Linked DNA regions of Mus musculus: regions 2, 3, 4, 5, 6 and 7 are each linked to region 1. Evidence: chromatin contacts called from public HiCAR-type, HiChIP or PLAC-seq, capture Hi-C and promoter capture Hi-C data. All regions are on one chromosome and are shown on one strand. The core of a region is the stretch at or near the end of the contact, and the rest is flanking DNA. Distances in the headings are between cores, read along the strand shown.

The links. Promoter capture Hi-C pulls out the DNA fragments that hold promoters and counts their contacts. HiCAR-type assays count read pairs that join an accessible place to other places. HiChIP or PLAC-seq counts read pairs in DNA pulled down with a chosen protein or histone mark. Capture Hi-C pulls out chosen DNA fragments and counts their contacts.
Region 2: a contact with region 1 is called in a HiCAR-type map of astrocytes, with 6 times the contacts expected there. The contact joins the promoter of Zfand4 here to the promoter of Zfp637 in region 1. A contact is called at or near these places in 11 of 39 promoter capture datasets (the 3T3-L1 cell line, cranial neural crest, embryonic stem cells and 6 more), 4 of 484 Hi-C or Micro-C datasets (cortical neurons, embryonic stem cells and palatal mesenchyme), 4 of 115 datasets of contacts at active chromatin or transcription factors (astrocytes, extraembryonic endoderm stem cells, large pre-B cells and 1 more) and 1 of 9 other capture datasets (embryonic stem cells).
Region 3: a contact with region 1 is called in a capture Hi-C map of embryonic stem cells, with 4 times the contacts expected there. The contact joins the promoter of H1f8 here to the promoter of Zfp637 in region 1. A contact is called at or near these places in 4 of 39 promoter capture datasets (the 3T3-L1 cell line, cranial neural crest, frontonasal cranial neural crest and 1 more) and 1 of 9 other capture datasets (embryonic stem cells).
Region 4: a contact with region 1 is called in an HNF4G HiChIP or PLAC-seq map of pancreatic cancer cells. The contact joins the promoter of Plxnd1 here to the promoter of Zfp637 in region 1. A contact is called at or near these places in 3 of 39 promoter capture datasets (the 3T3-L1 cell line, hippocampal neurons and pre-B cells), 2 of 115 datasets of contacts at active chromatin or transcription factors (embryonic forebrain and pancreatic cancer cells) and 1 of 9 other capture datasets (embryonic stem cells).
Region 5: a contact with region 1 is called in a promoter capture Hi-C map of stem cell-derived epiblast-like cells, with 2.9 times the contacts expected there. The contact joins the promoter of Mbd4 here to the promoter of Zfp637 in region 1. A contact is called at or near these places in 11 of 39 promoter capture datasets (the 3T3-L1 cell line, the C10 cell line, cranial neural crest and 6 more), 2 of 115 datasets of contacts at active chromatin or transcription factors (embryonic stem cells and pro-B cells) and 1 of 9 other capture datasets (embryonic stem cells).
Region 6: a contact with region 1 is called in an H3K4me3 HiChIP or PLAC-seq map of stem cell-derived neural progenitor cells, with 5 times the contacts expected there. The contact joins the enhancer-like site here to the promoter of Zfp637 in region 1. A contact is called at or near these places in 3 of 39 promoter capture datasets (embryonic stem cells, hippocampal neurons and pre-B cells), 1 of 484 Hi-C or Micro-C datasets (the N1E-115 cell line), 1 of 115 datasets of contacts at active chromatin or transcription factors (stem cell-derived neural progenitor cells) and 1 of 9 other capture datasets (adipose tissue).
Region 7: a contact with region 1 is called in a promoter capture Hi-C map of second pharyngeal arch cranial neural crest, with 6 times the contacts expected there. The contact joins the promoter of Tmcc1 here to the promoter of Zfp637 in region 1. A contact is called at or near these places in 14 of 39 promoter capture datasets (the 3T3-L1 cell line, 3T3-L1-derived adipocytes, the HPC-7 cell line and 9 more), 2 of 484 Hi-C or Micro-C datasets (embryonic stem cells and pancreatic cancer cells) and 6 of 115 datasets of contacts at active chromatin or transcription factors (astrocytes, embryonic hindbrain, embryonic limb bud and 3 more).

Annotation. Positions count from the first base shown.
Region 1 is chr6:117,839,855-117,842,554 of GRCm38.p6, reverse strand. Zfp637 (zinc finger protein 637) reads right to left here and starts at 1,374. Exons shown (of 3, transcript NM_177684.3): 1 at 1,287-1,374.
Region 2 is chr6:116,262,794-116,265,493 of GRCm38.p6, reverse strand. It overlaps Zfand4 (zinc finger, AN1-type domain 4), which reads right to left and starts at 1,275. Exons shown (of 10, transcript NM_001309446.1): 1 at 1,182-1,275.
Region 3 is chr6:115,943,605-115,946,304 of GRCm38.p6, reverse strand. It overlaps H1f8 (H1.8 linker histone), which reads right to left and starts at 1,374. Exons shown (of 5, transcript NM_138311.3): 1 at 1,223-1,374. The coding sequence starts at 1,322.
Region 4 is chr6:115,993,606-115,996,305 of GRCm38.p6, reverse strand. It overlaps Plxnd1 (plexin D1), which reads left to right and starts at 1,301. Exons shown (of 36, transcript NM_026376.3): 1 at 1,301-2,700. The coding sequence starts at 1,501.
Region 5 is chr6:115,852,012-115,854,711 of GRCm38.p6, reverse strand. It overlaps Mbd4 (methyl-CpG binding domain protein 4), which reads left to right and starts at 1,371. Exons shown (of 8, transcript NM_010774.2): 1 at 1,371-1,575. The coding sequence starts at 1,502. Ift122 (intraflagellar transport 122) reads right to left here and starts at 1,184. Exons shown (of 29, transcript NM_001167763.1): 1 at 1,003-1,184. The coding sequence starts at 1,043.
Region 6 is chr6:116,139,485-116,142,184 of GRCm38.p6, reverse strand. The region is part of intron 1 of Tmcc1 (transmembrane and coiled coil domains 1); the gene reads left to right. Among named protein-coding and RNA genes, the nearest start is that of Tmcc1, 53 kb to the left of the region's middle. Within about 2 kb of position 1,279, at least 21 of the 459 cell types and tissues checked have an H3K27ac peak or open chromatin away from gene starts, as enhancers often do. A contact at or near this core is called in stem cell-derived neural progenitor cells, where this site is marked.
Region 7 is chr6:116,192,079-116,194,778 of GRCm38.p6, reverse strand. It overlaps Tmcc1 (transmembrane and coiled coil domains 1), which reads left to right and starts at 1,405. Exons shown (of 6, transcript NM_177412.1): 1 at 1,405-1,521.

The DNA of each region.
Region 1 (2,700 bases), core at 125-2,624:
CCCCCCATGGAATGCTTATTTAAGGATCAAATTCCTGAATCTGTACACTTTGTTTACATAGTGGTACAGTATAATCTTTGTTTCAGTATGTCTGGTCAAAATGCTGGATTCCTAGCTTAATGAATTAGCAATCTGATGGTACGATTTTCTATTTTATTAACCAAATAGCTAACCCTTCTATCCATTCAGTTATATAGCCTGATGTCAAGAAATCTTTGAAGGATTCACTTCCAACTTGGAACACAAGCTATAAAGGGGTCCCCTGTCATGCTGCAAATGCATTCACTTAGAGATATTATTGATTAAAAATAAAGCCAACAAAACTCCCCTGTGATTCACAAAGAAAAGCACATGGTAGCTACTCCCTGGGGCTGGACTTTTTTGTCTCTGGAGTGTCTAGAGAACATGGTTAAGTCAAAATGAGTGAACACGGTAGATACCTGAACTCCTCTACCTGCTAAGAAGTAGCCAACATGCCTCAGCTGTGTCTCCAGACTCCCTGATTAATAGCAGGACAACTGACAACAGGAAATTGTCAAGGAAGAACCTGTTCAAGTCAGAGCAATCAAATTCTTGAAGATATTGAAAGAGAGTGATTTCGTAACACAAAACGCTGCTTTTCCTATCAGAAATGTTACCACAGCTCAGAATTAGGCCCCGAGAGACTTGAATTTTTTGCCTTGTTTCCCTCGGTGTATGCCCTGTAGCAGAACAACCTAACAGCCCCGACTCCAGTTTCTTCTCTTAGTAAACAAGTTAACACTATCTCAATTAGCTAGCTCTCGGAAGAACTGAGGACCAGAAAGTGAGGGATCTCTTACATTTGAGACACGCCCTACAAATCCAAGACCTAAAATGGTGCTTTTTCAGGAGAGAGGGCTGGAGGACAGACAGGGTGATCTGTAGGGTTTGGGAAAAATCTAATGAGGCAATTTAACGTGCGATTAGGAGCTTTGGGTGAGGATGAATTCCCCCCACGCTGGACGCCACTCCCTGCTAGGCTCTCTCCCTAGGCGTGAACTCTGCTCTCCTGGCCTAGCTGGACCTTCCTGTGGCCCCTCCCACGCTCGCGGGGCCCCAGCCTCCCAGGGACCCCGACATTGCAGCAGGACCCTTCCGCAGCACACCGCGGCCCACCCGCTCTCCGACCAGCGCACCCTTGTCTGCGGTTGGCGATTTTGGCCCGGACGGCCAGCCTGGCCTGCTCACGCGCCCTGGCCGGAGCAGCAGGCTCAAGACACAGCCCCCTCTCTCGGGCGCACAGCCCCGGCCTCAGCAACACTCACCGCAGCGGCGCGCGCCCGCAGACAGACAAAGCCGGCGCCGAGCCCGTAGCAGCCGCTGCAACGCTGCGCGTCGCCGGACCACAACTCCCAGGAGCCCGCGCGCGCCCCGAGGCACTGTGGGAAGCGCCGCGACCGAGCTGCGGCAGAAACGCGGTGGCTGCTTCTGGTTGTTGGGGAGCGCCGTCCTGTGGAGGAGCGGTGGTTGAAGCTTGGGAATGCTTATGACGTTAAAACTGCAGAAGACTCAGGGTTCCCTATAGGAGCCGGGACCAAGTATTTCGGACAAAGAATCAGGAATACTCTCTGGTCCGTGTAATAAGTTTTTTTTCACCCAAAAGATGGACGAGGCACTGCAGGACTTCGGAGTTTAGGTACTACCCCGACTAGTTGTACGACCCAGGGCGCTCACTTGTGGGGAGCCCAGGTCCGACGGCTCCAGGACCCCATAGGGCACCTACGCGGGGCCCGGGAGACTTTCTGAGCCAAGGGAACTCGAGGGAACAGTATTCCCTGAGTGGACACTAACATTGTCTTCCTAACTGAAGAAGTTAATGACACAAGGGTTGAGATTTGAACACTCTAAAATTAGTTATTAGAGATGGGAGAGTAGCCCTTTTGGTCCTGAGAGGGGCGTGGATGAAATTGAGCATCCATTCAATAAAATCTCTTTTAAGATGCCTTAAACGTCCATCGACTGCATTTATTTATATGCATTTCTAATAGCCTTTTTTTTTTTTTTTTTTTTTTTTTGGTTTTTCGAGACAGGGTTTCTCTATATAGCCCTGGCCATCCTGGAACTCACTCTGTAGACCAGGCTGGCCTCGAACTCAGAAATCCGCCTGCCTCTGCCTCCCAAGTGCTGGGATTAAAGGCGTGCACCACCACTGCCTGCCTCTAATAGCTTTTCTAAAGGACATTAGTCTCACCCTGGAGCCCTGACTTGACTTCTTTCGTAGTGAGCCTCCCCCAGAGTCTTCCCTTGGTAGATTTAGCTATCCTATTGAATGAAAGAGACCATAAGAAATGTTCCTCTTGCAGTGCCCTTGTTCCTTTCCCAGAATTACATGTGTCAGACTGGATGAAATATTTGACTTCACAGGACATCTCTGTTCTGTGAGACCAGATGTGGGATTAGGACAAGTTTTAGTTGACAAAGCATCGGTAGGAAAAGGGGGCCATCAGGGGAGACAAGAACTCATGTTTCCTTCATAAATCTGCAAAGATTCTCTTAACAGCCTTGAGGACTTGGGTACACGTATTTTTTGGGAAAAAAAGATCCCATTTTGTTTAGTGTGTGGATGTGAGGGGTGTCTTGCTGTGCCTGTGGAGGTCAGAGAATCATTAGTATGAGTGGGCTCACCCTTTCCTACAGGGAATCGAACTCAGGTCATCAGACTTGGCAGCAGGCACTATT
Region 2 (2,700 bases), core at 26-2,525, 1.6 Mb after region 1:
AGACTAACGTGCCTATAAGTAGAAGAAAATCAGCACAGCAGTAGGTGCATCATCAGTGGTACAAGAACTCCCAAATGAAGTTTGGTCCCAGTTAGTGGCATAATTTCCAATACACAAAAAGAACCGAGGGTGGTGACCATATCTGAAAGCAATTGTGTTGCATACTTTTTTGTTTGGTTGGTTGGTTGGGTTTTTGTTTTTGTTTTTTTCGAGACAGGGTTTCTCTGTATAGCCCTGGCTGTCCAGCCCTGGCTGTCCTGGAACTCACTTTGTAGACCAGGCTGGCCTCGAACTCAGAAATCCGCCTGCCTCTGCCTCCCGAGTGCTGGGATTAAAGGTGTGCGCCACCACGCCCGGCTGTGTCATACTTCTCAGCAAAGGAAATTAATGTAACAAGACAAAAGGTTGTGCTGGCCGGCTAAACCACAGCAGAATATTACATGGCCTAGTGGAAGCTCAAGTGGGCCAATGACCTAGCGTACTAAAACTGGGTCCATTGAGGCCTGCAAGCATCCTCAAAGTGGCCCGTGGTATGCATGAATGAGCACTGGAAAACCAATTGACAATAAAAACGTATAGTGATGTTTAATAATATAAGTAAATAAAACGATGATTAAATTGCTAATTTATCTTGAAAACTGTTAGAGAAAAATCAAAGTGAATTTCCAACATTTCTTTCATCTTTTGAAATGTCTAAAACCAACCAACAAAAGCGGCAATAACTGCACTCAAGGGGTAATTTCAGTACCTTGGCCTTTGCTTCCTTCTCGTCCACAGGAACTTAGTCACACGACGAGTTAGTTTTTAATTTTTCCCCCCAACATAAATATACCCACAATATGTTGCAGCCTTTTAAAAAGGTGACTCTTGTCCTTTTACAGATGTGTGAAAATCGAGCTACAGATTAGAACCACACTCTGGCCTAGGAGCGATGCACAAGTGCGGGGGTGCTGCCCTGGGGCCACAACCAGCAGGGACCACACTCAGACCCAAAGTCGGGTCAGCAGCACCCCGAGCCACGGGTACGACCAATTTGTCCGTGAGTCCGTAGGCAGAGAAGCACGGGTGTGACCAGGCTGCAGCTGAGGCGGGCGCACCGGGGCAGCGAAGACGCAGCAGGCCCTTCCACCACCCGCCCTCCCTCCGGGCCGCGCCGCGCCCCGCCCCGCCGCGCCCCTCACCCGCTCGCCCTCCGGTGGTCGCGTCCGCCCGCTCGCTCGCTCGCCTGCCCGCAGGCGGATAGGAGTTCGCGCGCCCGAGACGCCGGCCTACGCTGGCCCGCGAAGCTCCGGTCCCGCCCTTTGTGACACCGCTCACCAATCGCCGATCAGCGCTGCCGACGCCCTCCAATCAGCTCGCGAGGGGCGGGGCCTAGTCTTCCGCGGCTGGCGGTTGCTCGGACGCCGGGGTCGCACGGGCTTTCAGGAAGGGTTGTCGGTTAGAACTGGCCCGTATGTTGACTCTTTATAACTGGTTGCAGGACCCGTCTAGGGCAGGGTAGGAGACTGGAGACGGGGCACAGCGTCTGGGAAGAGCCGGCACCAGAGTGGCTGGGGCACTTCTAAGGTTCTTTGGGGATAGGAGGGTCTTTGGCATTTGTTATTTACTCATGGCCTAGGACACTTAAAAGGATGTCCATGCTAGTCACCCTTTTCTTGTACTCCACGTTCTCCTAACATTTCTGACTCAGTTGTGTCATCTGTAAAATGGGAACATTTCTATATGCCTTTTGCATTTGAGCAACTATTTGAAGATTATAGGTCAAACAGTCTCAACCTGAGCTCAGATCCCGTCCTACTTTTGCTGTGCACCGAGCTGAAGTGGGATATAAACTGACTGGCTTTCTGACTACACATGCCTTCCAACTAGGTTGGGCCCCTGCTGCTTCGGTTCCTTCATAGGAGGTTCAACTCAAGTGTTTTACCAGGAGGACTGCAGAGGACCATGAAAGCGCTCCCTCATAGTCAACTTGCAAAAGAACCCTGGCCCTGATCAGTCTTCTCCCACCCTCTCATTATCCTCCGAGACCTGAGCCACTAGTCTCCACAGTTTCAACTCCTCGGGACTGAGGTAGATGGTATGGTGAGGCCTTTTGTCAGCCTCTTGCTCTTAAACTCAGCCCATGACTGGGCTGATAACTTCCAACTCTATTGAGGCCAGAGCCATGATGGTAACATGAACAGAGCCTAGGAGGACAGTGCCTGCGCAGGACATCGTGATCACTCACAGCACTCACGTGCTCTAGCATCCAGTGGATGCGCTTAAATTTTATTTTTTTAGCTTAACATTTCATAACCTCATCAAACCATACATCACCAGTCATAACCTACCATTTTAAAGGGCAGACAAAAAGGTCTATTCTCAACAACAATCTTGCAATTTTAGTACTGAAACCATTTACAAAGGAGGAAACAAAAGCTATGAGAGGCAAATTTTTGCCTACAGATAAAAAATCCCATTTCCTGTCACTTCTGAATTCTGACTGGGGTAGCCAGATAATGTAGCCATGATGGAGGCTGTGTTCCAATAAAACTTTCTGCACATTATTAAGACAACAGAGGACCACAGTTCCCCTTACAAGATTGCAGACCCACTTTTTGGGAATTCAGTAGAAAGCTCTTCTCATGGGCTTAGAACCCATAAATGCATAACCTTTCACGTGCTAGACCATCACAGCACCCAGACCCACCGACAGAGCAA
Region 3 (2,700 bases), core at 125-2,624, 1.9 Mb after region 1:
GACCAGGTTGACCCTGAACTCAAGCGATCCCCCTGTCTCTACCTCTCAAATGTGAGCTCAACATGTTTAAAAGAAAATTATTTGGGGAAAAGCAAAAGAAAGAACAGTCACATTCCTAGAGACACCCCCCGCCCCAAGTGAGAATGGAAGCAAAGACGTAAGGGGGTGAAGAAGCCTGGGCTCAGCGTGCCGACTGAGGCCCTGGGCTCCATCCCTAGCCCCACCAGCTGTGTGCCTGAGCCATTCTCCCCAACAGCCCAAATGCCTGTGACCACTCACACAATGGAATACTACTTGGCCATAAAGGACTGAGATTCGAGAGCTACCACACGAGTCTGAGATTTGAGAGCTACCACACGAGTGCTTCTAGGTATAAGCAGGCAAAAAAAAAAAAAAAAAAAGCCAGTCACAACGCCTTGTATGAAATGGCGAGGACCCACAGACACAGGTGGAGTGAAGTCGGGGAGTGACTGTTAATAGCACAAGTCAGCTTTTCTTCTCAGGAAATGACTCAATTCTGAAACAGATTGTGGCGCTGGGCACACATGATAACATACTAAAGGTCACTGCATGCTGAACTTGGGGGAGCGATGGGGTATTTTGAGATGGGCTGTTACTTTTGAAAAGCAGCAAGAAAAAGGAGGATTTGGGGGGGAGAAATGGGAGAACCTGTCGGCGTGACTTAAATTCAGGGTGATGCTGTCAGAATTATTTGCAAAATTCAGACTCAAAATTTAAGTTTAGAAGTAGAAAGAAAAAGCCATCGGCTGGAGAGATGGCTCAGTGGTTAAGAGCACTGGGTGCTTTTCCAGAGGACCAGGGTTCAATTCCCATGGCAGTTCACAGCTGTCTGAACTCCAGTTCTCTGAAATTCTAGTTCCATTGGGTCCAGTACCCCGACACAGACATATGTGCAGGCAAAACACCAATGCGTGTAAAAGAAAAAAGAAAGAAACATGAAACAACAGGCCACGGGCCTAAGGGAGTCCTGTAGCAGGGCCGAGGCAGCCTGCACCTGACTGAAGTCTTCACTGTGAGTCCCAGACCAGGAAATGGGACCATTCAGCTTCATTCCCCACCAGGACTAGGTCTCCTCTTCCAATCCGAGCGAGCGGTGGGAACCAGGCTTAAGCCGCATGCACCTTCTCAGCGGCTGTCTCCGGGCTGTCTCCCGGTTTCCAGGGACCTTGGCCTAAACTCAGAATTCCACTCCCTTGCTTACCTGGCTTGTCAGCTCCAGGGAGCCCACATGATCCAGAAGGGGATGTGTCCCTGGAGGGAAAAGAGGAGGAAGAAACACTGGAGACACTCCCAGGAGCCATGGCACAGGCAGCAGCAGGCCAGGCCAGTGCTCGCTCAGTTAGCTCAGTTAGCTCCAGACCTTCTGCCTTAAATACCTCCCAACAGAACTTAACCAATGACCAACATGCCTAGCACCTGAGCAGCCGAAAGCTGCCAATCAGGCCTCGAGGGTAAGACTCACTCTGAACACAGCATCCACCTTACCCTGTGGGACCTGAGGCCACGGGAAGAAGTAAGGAGGCAGTGTCACTGTGTCCTACCTACCTGACGAGCTGACATCTAACACTGTGAGTTGGGGGGTTGCTCACAAAGGCCCCCTAATCACACAAGGGTAGGAATCTGTCTACCCTGATCCAGACTACTGCTAGCCTCAGTTTTCCATAAAGCAGCAATTGTGCCCAAGGGAGGGAGTGTTTGGAAGCAGTGGCCTCTCCGGAGCGAGCCAGGCTGGCTCTCAGATCTCTTCCTTCTGTGTTATTTTGATGTTTTAGATTTTACTGCAGTTTGAGATGTAGGGGAAGGTGTGTCAGGGTCTTTATGTGACCTTGGCTGATGGTCACTGTCTTCAGTGTCCTTGGCATTCCAAGACACACTGGGACAGACCTAAGTCACTGTTTTCCATCATACTACCCAACACTGGAACTGGCTAGGGTGAGAGAACCAGCCAGCTGCCACCCCCCCACCCCCAACAGGGCTATGACTTGGGAAGGGATCTCCCGAGCCTGGTCATTCTGCCTGTTTCCTAGGAAGGGTTGAGTCATCAAGATGAAAGACAGAAGTGACTTCTCAGTGAAGCCACATGGGCATGAGTAAATGACTCCATCGCTGTAAAACATGCTACAGCATATATGACTGTGGCTTGTTCTTGTTCCCACACTGGGGAAACTGAGGCAGGAGGCTAGGGCGTTTGGGGCTAGCCTAGACTGCAAGCCCCTGACTCAAAAAAAGAGTCAAACCAAAAGGAAACAAAACCAGGATGGATTACAACAAGCTGAATCTCTCTCCTGGCTGAATGTCAATATTGCTTATGAAATATGAGATGAGCATTTCTCATAGTGACTGTACGGGAATCACACAGAAGCTGGGAGAGCTGACAGGCCAGCCACCTTAGAGGCAACTCAACATTTTATGGAGCAAAGATGAGCTTGCTTCACGGCTCAGCCATCCCTCCCTGGGGAAAAACAGGGGGACTAACAAATGGGAACTTTGCCCCAGTATCATCAGAAATTCAAGACAAACTAAAAACTTGTCAGGATAGGAACAGGCTCAGTCAATTGTTGCCTGTTGACAGGGAGATAGGACACAGCTGCGAGAATGGGGAGGCCAGCGCTGAAGAAGGCCTTCAGCTCCCTCCTGTAGATAAGGTCTGCTCATTACTGTAATGCACGGCCTTGCAGG
Region 4 (2,700 bases), core at 52-2,551, 1.8 Mb after region 1:
CCAGGGAAATGGGGATGGCTGGGCTCTGAGCCCTTGCTGCTGACCCTTCAGGCACAGGGAAAGCCCCTCCCCATCCTTCCTTCCTATCTGGTGGGAGCAAGGTCACCCTCTGAGAGAGGGCCACTAGGCCTCAAGTGACAGCTGCAAGCTGCTAGGAGACCCTGACTGAGAACTTGTAGCTGGAACTGTGGCTTCAAACAATGGGTCTGTGTCCCACCTTCCCCCTTAGCGGTGTATTTTGGGCTTTACTTCTGGGGCCTCAGTTTCCATGCACGGAAAGTGGGTTGAGTCTTTGTAAGGAGGTTAGCATTTGGTGTGGTCCTATGTGGGCACTCCCATGCTATGGAGAGGATCACCTGGGTTTCTATGACCTTAGGAAAATGACTCCTTGCCTTTATCCCAGGGCCTACCTGTTCCTTTGAAGGTCAAAGGAGTCCGGTGCCCAGTGCCAGCTCATATGTGGAATGACTTTAGGTTTCTCAGAACCTTGGCCTAAGGGCAAGGTCCTGGGGGTCTGCGGGGTTTGGCTCTATCCAGAAAGTAAGGCCCTGTGTCTGGTGTTCTGCTCAGCCCAGCCTGCCCTTGCAAGAGGAATGAACTTCCTCTCAACACAGTTTCCTACTTTTGCTGTGGGATTGTCAAGTTTGTCCCCGGAGCCTGCTGCTTGCAAACTCCTTTTACAGAGCAGTTCGGGGAACAGACCATAGGTTAGCCAGGGGCCTGATGTCCCTGGTCTGGCTGGTCTTTAGAGTGAGGCTTGGAGAACATAGGGGGTGTGAGCGGGGGGGGGGGGGGGCGGGGGGGGCGGGGAGGGGGACTGTGGCCAGAAGGGGCAGGCGGTTGAGGGGAAATGGAGGGCTTTAGGGGCAAGGAGAGGAAAAGAGTAGAGAGGGAGAGCAGCGGGAACAGAAAGAAAAAAAAAAAAAAGGAAACGCAGATGAGGGAGAGGGAGTGACGCGGGAGAGACACGGGGCGGAGTTGACAGGATCGGAGTAGGGGAGTCCGAGAGATTGAAAGAGCGAAACTCTGAGAGGCGGTGGAAGGCAAACGGGAGCCCAGAAACAGAACAGAGAAGGTACTAGAGCGAGGAGAAAGAGAGGAAGGATAACAAACAAGCGAGAGGAAGACATTCCAGGAGCTGGCCAGGAACCAGGAAAGAGGCAGGCAACTTGCGACTGCCCGGGTATCGGCCACCAGTGACCTCGGACCGCGGGGCGTGGCCCAGAGGCGTGGCCGGGGGCGTGGCCCGGGGCGAAAGGGCGTGGGCCAAGCTGCTGGGGCGGGGAGATGGGCTGTGGGCGTGGTCTCCACGGAGCCGCCCCCGGGCTGAGCGCCTCGCCAGAGTCGGGCCGGGGCGCCGGGGCCGGGGGCGGCAGGCGCGGGCAGGAAGCGCCTCGCGGCCCGGGCCCCCCCCCCGCCTCTCGCCGCCTCCGAGCTCCCGGCTCCCGGCCGCGCCGCGCCCCATGCACTCGCCGCGCCGCGCAGCCCGCGCTCGCCTGGATGGCTCGTCGCGCCGCGGGCGGCGCACCCCCTAGCGCCCGGGCCGCCGCGGCCGTCCCCTTGCGTCCGCGCCCTCACTCGCGGGGCCCTGGTCTGCTGCCGCTGCCTCTGCTGCTGCTGCTCGGGGCGGCACGGGCCGGCGCCCTAGAGATCCAGCGCCGTTTCCCCTCGCCCACGCCCACCAACAACTTCGCCCTGGACGGCACGGCGGGCACCGTGTACTTGGCGGCAGTGAACCGCCTGTACCAACTGTCGAGTGCCAACTTGAGCCTGGAAGCCGAGGCGACCGTGGGTCCCGTGCCGGACAGCCCGCTGTGTCACGCCCCGCAGCTCCCGCAGGCCTCGTGCGAGCACCCGCGGCGCCTCACGGACAACTACAACAAAATCCTGCAGTTGGACCCGGGCCAGGGTCTGGTGGTCGCGTGCGGCTCCATCTACCAGGGTCTGTGCCAGCTGAGGCGCCGGGGCAACATCTCAGCCCTGGCCGTGAGCTTTCCGCCTGCCGCGCCGACCGCAGAACCGGTCACCGTGTTCCCCAGCATGCTCAACGTGGCCGCCAACCACCCCAACGCGTCCACTGTGGGACTGGTGCTGCCGCCTACCTCGGGCACCGGGGGCAGCCGTCTGCTCGTGGGCGCCACGTACACCGGCTTCGGCAGCGCTTTCTTCCCGCGCAACCGTAGCCTAGAAGACCACCGCTTCGAGAACACGCCCGAGATCGCTATCCGCTCCCTGGACGCGCGTGGAGACTTGGCCAAGCTCTTCACCTTCGACCTTAACCCGTCGGACGATAACATCCTGAAGATCAAGCAGGGCGCCAAGGAGCAGCACAAGCTGGGCTTCGTGCGTGCCTTCTTGCACCCGGCGGTGCCACCGCACAGCGCGCAGCCCTACGCGTACCTGGCGCTCAACAGCGAGGCGCGTGCGGGCGACAAGGACAGCCAGGCGCGCAGCCTGCTGGCGCGCATCTGCCTGCCCCGCGGCGCGGGTGGCGACGCCAAGAAGCTCACCGAGTCCTACATCCAACTGGGCTTGCAGTGCGCGGGCGGCGCGGGCCGCGGCGACCTCTACAGCCGCCTCGTGTCGGTTTTCCCCGCGCGCGAGCAGTTCTTCGCTGTCTTCGAGAGGCCCCAGGGCGCCCCAGGTGCCCGCAACGCCCCGGCCGCGCTTTGCGCCTTCCGCTTCGACGACGTGCAGGCT
Region 5 (2,700 bases), core at 122-2,621, 2.0 Mb after region 1:
TTTTGATTTTTTTTTAAAGATTTATTTATCATGTATACAGCATTCTTCCTGCATATACACCTGCTGGCCAGAAGAGGGCACCAGATGTCATTATAGATGGTTGTGAGCCATCATGTGGTTGCTGAGACTTGAACTCAGAACCGCTTGAAGAGCAGACAGTTCTCTCAACCTCTGAGCCATCTCTCCAGCCCAATATTTTTTTTTACTATATATTTTTTTCTTTTTCTTTTTTGTTCGTTTGTTTTTGTTTTTAAAGACAGGGTTTCTATGTGTAGACTTGACTGTCCTGGAACTTATCCAAAGTGCTCTTAAATACTAAGCCTTAATCCTCAGTATTTAAAATTAAGCTTTAAATTAAGCTCACTCTTAAGTACTAATTTTGAAAATACTCCTCAAACTTCCCAATCAAGAGATGTCTTGACTTGATCGCATCTTACATGTTTCTCTGACCGTACATGGAAATGTCCTGTTTCAGACACAGTAGATCTCAGCTCAGGTGGAAATGCTCAGAACCGAGATGCAAGTTACTCACACCGTTTTGTTTGTTCCTGCTCGAAAATTTTTAATCCCGGCACTGGGGAGCTAGAAGCATATGTATCTTTGTGAGTTCAACGCCAGCTTGGTCAACATAGTGCATTCCAGACCAACCAGAGCTTTAAAGTGAGGCTCTATCTCAAAAACAAACCAACAAAAACAGGAGAAATTTAAAGAATGTCAGATAAACAAAAGTGTGGGCACTTTGAGGATGGTTAGGAAGCTGAGAAAACACTGGTGGGTGAGGAATTTTGAGAAGAGAGAAGTGAAATTGGATGATGATGACGTATAAACTGCTCCAGCCTCCCTCAGATGATCCCTATGCCCCTCCAGGAATCTCAGCTTCTCTTCCATTGGGAAGTTGAAGGCACGGAATCAGAGTCCTCGGTCCAGGCCGCAGGCCCGTTGCCATGGCAATGCGCCGGTTCCTGCCGCCTCCCCGCCATCCCCGAAGTTCCCGCTCCTCACCACTGCTCCGCTTTGTCTCTCCACGTCAACACGGCCCTCATCGCCGTTTCCCTCACGCTTCGGGCCCCTCCTCCCAGCCTCGGCAGCAACAGGCTTCTTTCCACAAACCACTTCAGCTACCTGCGCTACCCTTAGCAACGCACATGCGCAATGAACCGCGCATGAGTTTCCCAAAGCTCCAAGTGCGCATGTACAAAAGGGAGCCCACCTCCTCCGCCGAAGCGCCGGGCGCGTAGGGACGCAGGAGGCGGAAGCGTAAGTATGACACGAGCGATTGGTCCGGAAAGGTGGGTGGGGCGGGGAGTCTTGACGACAGAGGGTTTGATTGGCGGGACCCTGGCTGTGGCATCTGTAGCTGAAGCGGTGGCGGGAAGGCTGCTGTGTGGGTTGATTGACTTTCACGTCGGTGTTTGGATTCGGCTCAGTGGTTTGAGTTGTGTTTTACTCCACCTCTCGGCCTGGAGCTGCAGCTGCGCCCCAGTGGACCAAAGCAGCAGGGATGGAGAGCCCAAACCTTGGGGACAACAGAGTCCGTGGAGAGAGCCTAGTTCCAGACCCGCCTTGGGATCGCTGGCAAGTTATTAAACCTCTCTCGGGCCTCAGAGGAGTCGCTCTTGTGTGGGTCTTCCTAACCTTTAACACAAGGTGGCACCTAGAGCTGTCGCCCTGTGGGAACAAGACTAGGGTGTACCCGATTCCTTGGCCGAACTGACTGGGGAGCTTGGAGGACAAGGGAGGTTTTGTGATGCAAGCAGGTTAGCCTGGGCCGGAAGGGACCCTCAGAAATAGCCCTATGACAAGTCACAGAGGAAGCTACTGTTGTGTCCGGGCTAAAATGATGCACGTATTTGCATGTCCCAAAACTTGGGCGCTCAAACACTTTTAAGGGCTGGGCATTTAACTAAGTTGGTAGTGTTTACGTAGTAAACACAAAGCCGAGGGTTCGAGCGACAGCACCGAATATCCGGGCTTGGCGGCGTCTGCCTGTGGAGGCAGGAGGATCAGAAGTTGAAGATGAGTCTCTGGTACGTCGTGGGTTCAAAGCTAGCCTATGGTACATAAGATTCCCGGCTCAAAAGCAAACAACAAAACTTTTTTTTTTTTAATGCTACTTCCTTTTTACAGATGGAGAACGGAGATTTTGAGCTCAAAGTGACTTTCTCTTTGGAAGATCAGCTAATAATAAGTAGCGAGCTGGGGTTTTGACCCATTTTGTTAACCTAACAGTTTTGTAGGGATTCCCTCAGGTTTCAGTTACCTTGTCTCCCTATAAGATCCTTCTAGCTGATACCTAACGCCAAATTCCATCTAAGAATGCCATGGTTCTAATTGTGGTTAGTCTCTAGGTCTTGCTTAGTGTCCCTATTTCCCTATTTGTAGAAAGTAGGTTGGGTTAGAAGGTCTCTCTAGAGACCCACTTTTTTTTCTTTATGTGTTTGTCTATATACGTAGGTGTTGGTGGAGACCAGAGGAGGTGTCAGGTTCACTGGCGCTGGAGTTGCAGGCAGGGTGTTATAAGCTGCCTGATGTGGGTACGGAGTCTCCTGGAATATGTGCTCTTAACCACTGAGCTATCTCTCCAACCCCTCACTTTTAAAATGTATAGTTTAGTGATTAAAATACACTGTACTAAACACTGGAGAGATAGTTCAATTGTTTAAAGCACTTACTGCTCTTCTGTAGGACCTGGGTTTGGTT
Region 6 (2,700 bases), core at 30-2,529, 1.7 Mb after region 1:
GTAGAGTGCTGACTCCTGGGCATGCCATGGCATGGCTGCTTTTGAACTCACACAGTTGTGAGTACCTGTCAACACTGAGCCGTGGAAGGAGGATGATTTATACAGAATCAATAGTTCATGGAGATTCAATGGTATAGCTAGCTATTGGTAAGTTGTACGTCTTCCTATAATAGGCTACCATTGTGCTGCTATAAACAGCCCTAATGTGATTCTTTAAGTTAAAAAAAAACCTACAAGGCACCAACCACAGATAAGAAAGTGTGAAAACACCAGAGGATAAGTCCCTCAAAACAGGCATGAGCACATCATGGAGAACTGAAAGGAAGCCAAAGGCCAAAAGAGCAGTTAAAAAAAGGGAGAGAAAGCACAGCACATAGCAGAACAGTGGTAACTATCCAGGTAAACAAATAGACAAATTGCCCCTGTGTTTGCTTTCAAGTAAAAGCAACACCGGAAGAAAAAGTGTGTAATGGGGTTCTTGGGTGTTTTTTGAGGTTAAGATAATTCATTTTCTTTCCTTTTTATATTTTAATTCCGCTGGCCTCTGGTGTGTTTTCATTTTCCCCCAAAGATTTGGAGTACACTGTGTCAGTATATGTTTAAGTGCCTACTATAAGGCATTGTTCTTTAGCCAGGTGGTGAGTGTAAAAGCCTTTAATCCCAGTGAGTCCAGGATAGCCAGGGCTACACAGGAGAAAGTTTGTCGTGAAAAACAAACAAAAACAACAAAATAAAAAAGAAAAGGCATTGTTCTTTGGCACTGTGTTTTCAATTATAGCACTTCCATTTTTTTTTTATGATTTCTATTTCTTTGTAAAATTCTCACATGCTGTCTGCCTTTTCCATCGGAGCCTTTGCTGAATTCACACTGCTTTATGTTCCTTGGCTATTCCAAAATGTAGGTCATGGGTCTGGGCCTGATGCTTGTGTTGTTTTTACAAGGTGTGTTTTTATTGCTACCTTTAGTATATTTGCTAAATTTTTGTTCAAAGAGGTATGTGTTTTTTATAATAAAATACTGAGGAAAATAACTGGATATATTGACCTCAACTTCATGTCTATTTGTGGGAATTTCTCTACTAGAGTGGGGATTTGTGTCATTCTATTTAGTGTTTGGCTATGTTTACTACTGCTGTGGGCTACTGAATTTGACATTCATTGTTGCCATGGTAACCAAAGATTTCCCTTTTTTTTTTTCTTAGTAATCTTTGTTCCCTGTGAGTCTGCCTTTCTTTTTGTGCCTTTTCTCAAAATACCATTGTTGTCTAGCTTTCTCAGTTGTGTTCCATTGTTATTTGTATTTAGATTGATGTTGGTAGTAGAGGGTCAGGAGAGGTTTGTGATGTTCTAGTGAAGCCTCAGATTTGTGCAGAACCTGGTTCTAGGGATGTAGTCATCACAGGACTAAACAATACCCCCTTTGTTTTTCCATGACATTAGTGGGTATCCAGCAAGTGACTTTTAAACTATACTTAGATATTGCTGTGAGGTAGTACAGCTCTCCTAATTTGTTTTTGTGGTTTTTCTGTAGTTTTTACTTTTTATTTTGTGTTGTCCTGTTTTATAAGTGAGTTTTGTAAGTAACAAAATCTTTTCATTAATACTTTCTGTCATTTGGTACTTTAATACTTAATATGTGTCACACCTGTTCGGTAATCTTCCTTTCTCCCGTTTTGATGGTTTTTATGTTTAAATTCTGTTTTCATTTTGTACCAGTGTAGTGGATCTCTTGCTGGACTAATGGAATAACTAGTCACCCGTTCCTCATTCAAGAATGAAATCGTTTATGTATATAAAATACTGTTCACATTTAGTTTTAATGGTAGCATTAATTAGCAGTTTTCTATCTCTTTGGTAGTAGATTGTGGTATACCTATTCCTTTGGCCATAAAAGATTAATGGATCATGCTAGTTTTTTTTTAAAGTATTTCCTTAAAATATCCTCAGCCTAACCCAGGAGTTTACAACTGTAAACTTTATTTTTCCTGTGTTACTTATCTTGTATGAACCATGTTAAGCCAGGTGATTATTCAGGTTAAACTAAGCATATATTAAAAGAGTGAAAAACTACAAGGAGTAGAAGAAACTAATTTTTAAATTTTTACTGAAAGGGGAGAATTTCAACACTGTAAATAAAACTGTGACAAAGAAACAATAGTCATAATAGAATGTTTACTGAGAACTTTATGCAAAGGGATCAAGAAGATAAGAGTTGGATATTAAATATTTTGTCTACCATGTGTACTGGTCACTCTCTGTTGCTGTGGCAAGTGTTTGACAGATGCAGGGAAGAAATATTTATTGAGACCTGATTTCTAATGGTGACTGTAATATTTTTGTTTTTCAAGACAGCATTTCTTTGTATAACAGCCCTTTCTGTCCTGGAACTCACTCTCCCCCTCCCCCTCCCCCTCCAGTTTCCACTCCCCCTCCCTCCCTACCTCTGTGTGTGTGTGTGTGTGTGTGTGTGTGTGTGTGTACACTCTTGAGCACATGTACGTACATGTTCATGTTACTATGGGGATGGGTGTATGTGCTATGGAGGTTAGTGGCTAGGAGTCTAGGTGCCATCCACTTTTTTTAAGACAGGCTCTCCCACTGTTACCAACTTGCCTGGCTAGCAAGCCTCAGGGATCCACCTGTCTTTACCTCCCTAATGGTGCTGGGACTACAAGTGTAAATGTATCACACCTAACTTTT
Region 7 (2,700 bases), core at 156-2,655, 1.6 Mb after region 1:
TAGGTTTATCACCCATTTTTTAAAATCAGCTTATTATTATTATTTTTTACAATGGCATACATGCTTAGCCTTCATTTTCTGATCATTTTCCTTGGTGGCTTTATTCATGCTGCCCCTTACATGTGCAAGCTCATCCTCACCACCCTCCAATCTGAGTCAACCCTGCCACCTCCTTCTCCTTCACCTTTCCTTTAATTTATCAAAATGTATATCCATTTTACTCCCAATGTTTTTCTCTATGAGCACACTGCGTCCTTGCTTTCACCATCTTGCCAGTTGCTTCCTGAATGACCTCCCTCACCCAGGCCACTTTTCACATGGCTGCATAATAATTTAAAATCAGACATAATAATCAAGTTCCTAGCCCTGCAACCACGGCTGAAGAAAAGCTCAAAGGCTTCCTGAAACTCTCAGAAGTCCCAAACCTTTTTTATCTACCTCTTTTCACGTGCAGTCTAGGTCCTGACTGCAGCACCCTGACCAGTAGCCCCTTAGCTCCCCTTCTGGCCAGGCCGTGTCCTCACCCCAGTGCACTCTTTGCAACTTAAGGATTGTTAAATTGGACTGTAGCTCCATCATCCCCAACTACATTTCGCCCATTTGGTCTCCATCAGCTTTCAAACTTCACGAGCCAATGGACTCTGTTTATTACCGTTTTCCACTCACAGATCCTCCAATACCGGAAGAAGCTTTGCCATCTTAGTGACGGACGACTGAGTTAGAGACATCCCGATAATTAAAGAGATGAGCTACTAGGGGTTTTGTCATTGACCTAAAGCCAGTCCCTAGTTGGAAGGCCCTGGGAGTCAAGGTAGAGAGAATTGTGCGACTCGGAGGAGTGGGTCCCAGAAATTAGCTTTAGCCTGTTTAGCAGGACAGCTGGCCTGAGTTACTGAGGCTCTGAGGGCACCCGAAAAGCAGAGAAAGGGGCTGAGGATACGTGGGGTCCAGAGGTGGAAGAGCCGAGAAGCTGAAGAGCCCACGGTCCGAGGGGTTGAGAGGCTAAAGAACGACAAGCCGAGGAGTCGAAGAGCCGAGATGCTGAAATGCTTCAGCGTCTGAACTGCAGGAACGGTCAGGAAAAACTCTGGCGGAGGATGCCGCACCACCTGCAGCGCCTCCGCTTACTTGACCTGCGCCCGCGTGGGGGGGTGGGCCTGAGGCGTGGCTACACCTCTGGGTCGGGTCACGCCCCCACGGCGTGCGCGGTCCCGCTCGGCACCGCCTTGCGCATGCGCTGTCGGCGGGAGGCGGAGGTTGTGGGCGGCTGTGGCGACGGGGTGCGCGTTCTCGTTCTAGCTGTCGTTCCCTCGCGCTGGTTCGCGCTCGCGCGCCGGGGCCGTGGCAGCGGCGGCGGAGGCGGCGGCGGCAGCGGCTGAGGCGGCGCGGGGGGCGGGCCGGGAGGGGGGGGTGGTCGGGGTGGGGATGGACCGGGCGCGGCGGCGGCAGCTGCAGGAGCCGGCGCTGGAGACCGAGCCGCGGCGCTGGCGGAGACGCCGGCTGTCCGTCGTCTCTCCACCGGTGAGTAGGACTGGCCCAGGCCGTGGGTGGGGACGGGCGATCTCTTTAGCGCGGCCCGTCGCGGTCGCGGGGCCTCCTCGAGGCCTGGCGCGGATCGGACCTCTGGTCGCTCTGGCGGCGCCGAAGCCCCGGGCCTCCGGCCGGACCCCGCGTCTCCGGGCCTTCTGCCTGTCATTGGGACAACCCCCGCCCCCGCCCCCGCTCGGGCACTCTCCCCCGCTCTCCTTTGGGCAGAGCTGAGCGAGGGGCGTGTGAGGACTCGCGCCCAGGCCCAAGGCCTCCTGGCTAGCCGAGGTCTGAGAGTCCTCCCTCGTCCGGCCCTGCGGTACCCATAAGTTGGCCACCGAAAGTCAGCCCTTGCCACCTGAAACCAGTCTTGCACCTTTTGTTTTGATTTTGAACTCGTGGTTTAACTTGGAGGAGGAAACCCGCTGTCCTGCGAAGAATAGGTGAGATGGGAGTCTAGGTGGTTAGGATGCCCTTTATTAACCCTTTTTGTGGAGAGCAGGGGGCCCGCAGTGAGATGCATTTCGCTACAAAACCTGAGATTTCAGCCTCAGCCAAAGTGTGGACGGTGTTGGTCCAGTGATTCAGTGTCTGTCCCACTCCATCCCTGGACAGCGTTGATGGAGGTTCCCCTACTGGATCTGCTGCTGGGGCTTCTGGAGGTAGCCCACTTGAGCTCTTGGAGAATATCTCTCTGTGCTCTGGTGTCACGTTTTACCTTAGTCTTCATAGATCATAACCAATGTCCAGGCTTAGGTTTTATTGGAAAAAAAAAAAAAACGACTACCATGCACCCCTTCTAAAATGGTTGTTGTCATAGCCTGACATAGTTGTCAAAAGATCCATGTGCACATGCGTCCCTGGAATTCCTAAATTGGCTTTTCTTTTAAGGAAAAAAGAAAAATAGAAAGAAAACAAACACAGTAAAAACCCCAAGATTGAAAAAGCAGGTAACAACTTTAGAATATAGCACAAGTTTGATTTGTTCCTCTCCCTGTCCTGTATCTTAAATTTTAGAAATTAAACTAAACCTTTGTCTTTGAGTGTATAGAATTTGCATAAAGAAATTGTCACAAAGCTTGGAGGAAAACCTTAATAGAAATGGTAAGATATAAAATCCTCCAGGACCTGGGGTCTTACCCCCCAACTTTCATTTACAGATTGAGACTGAAA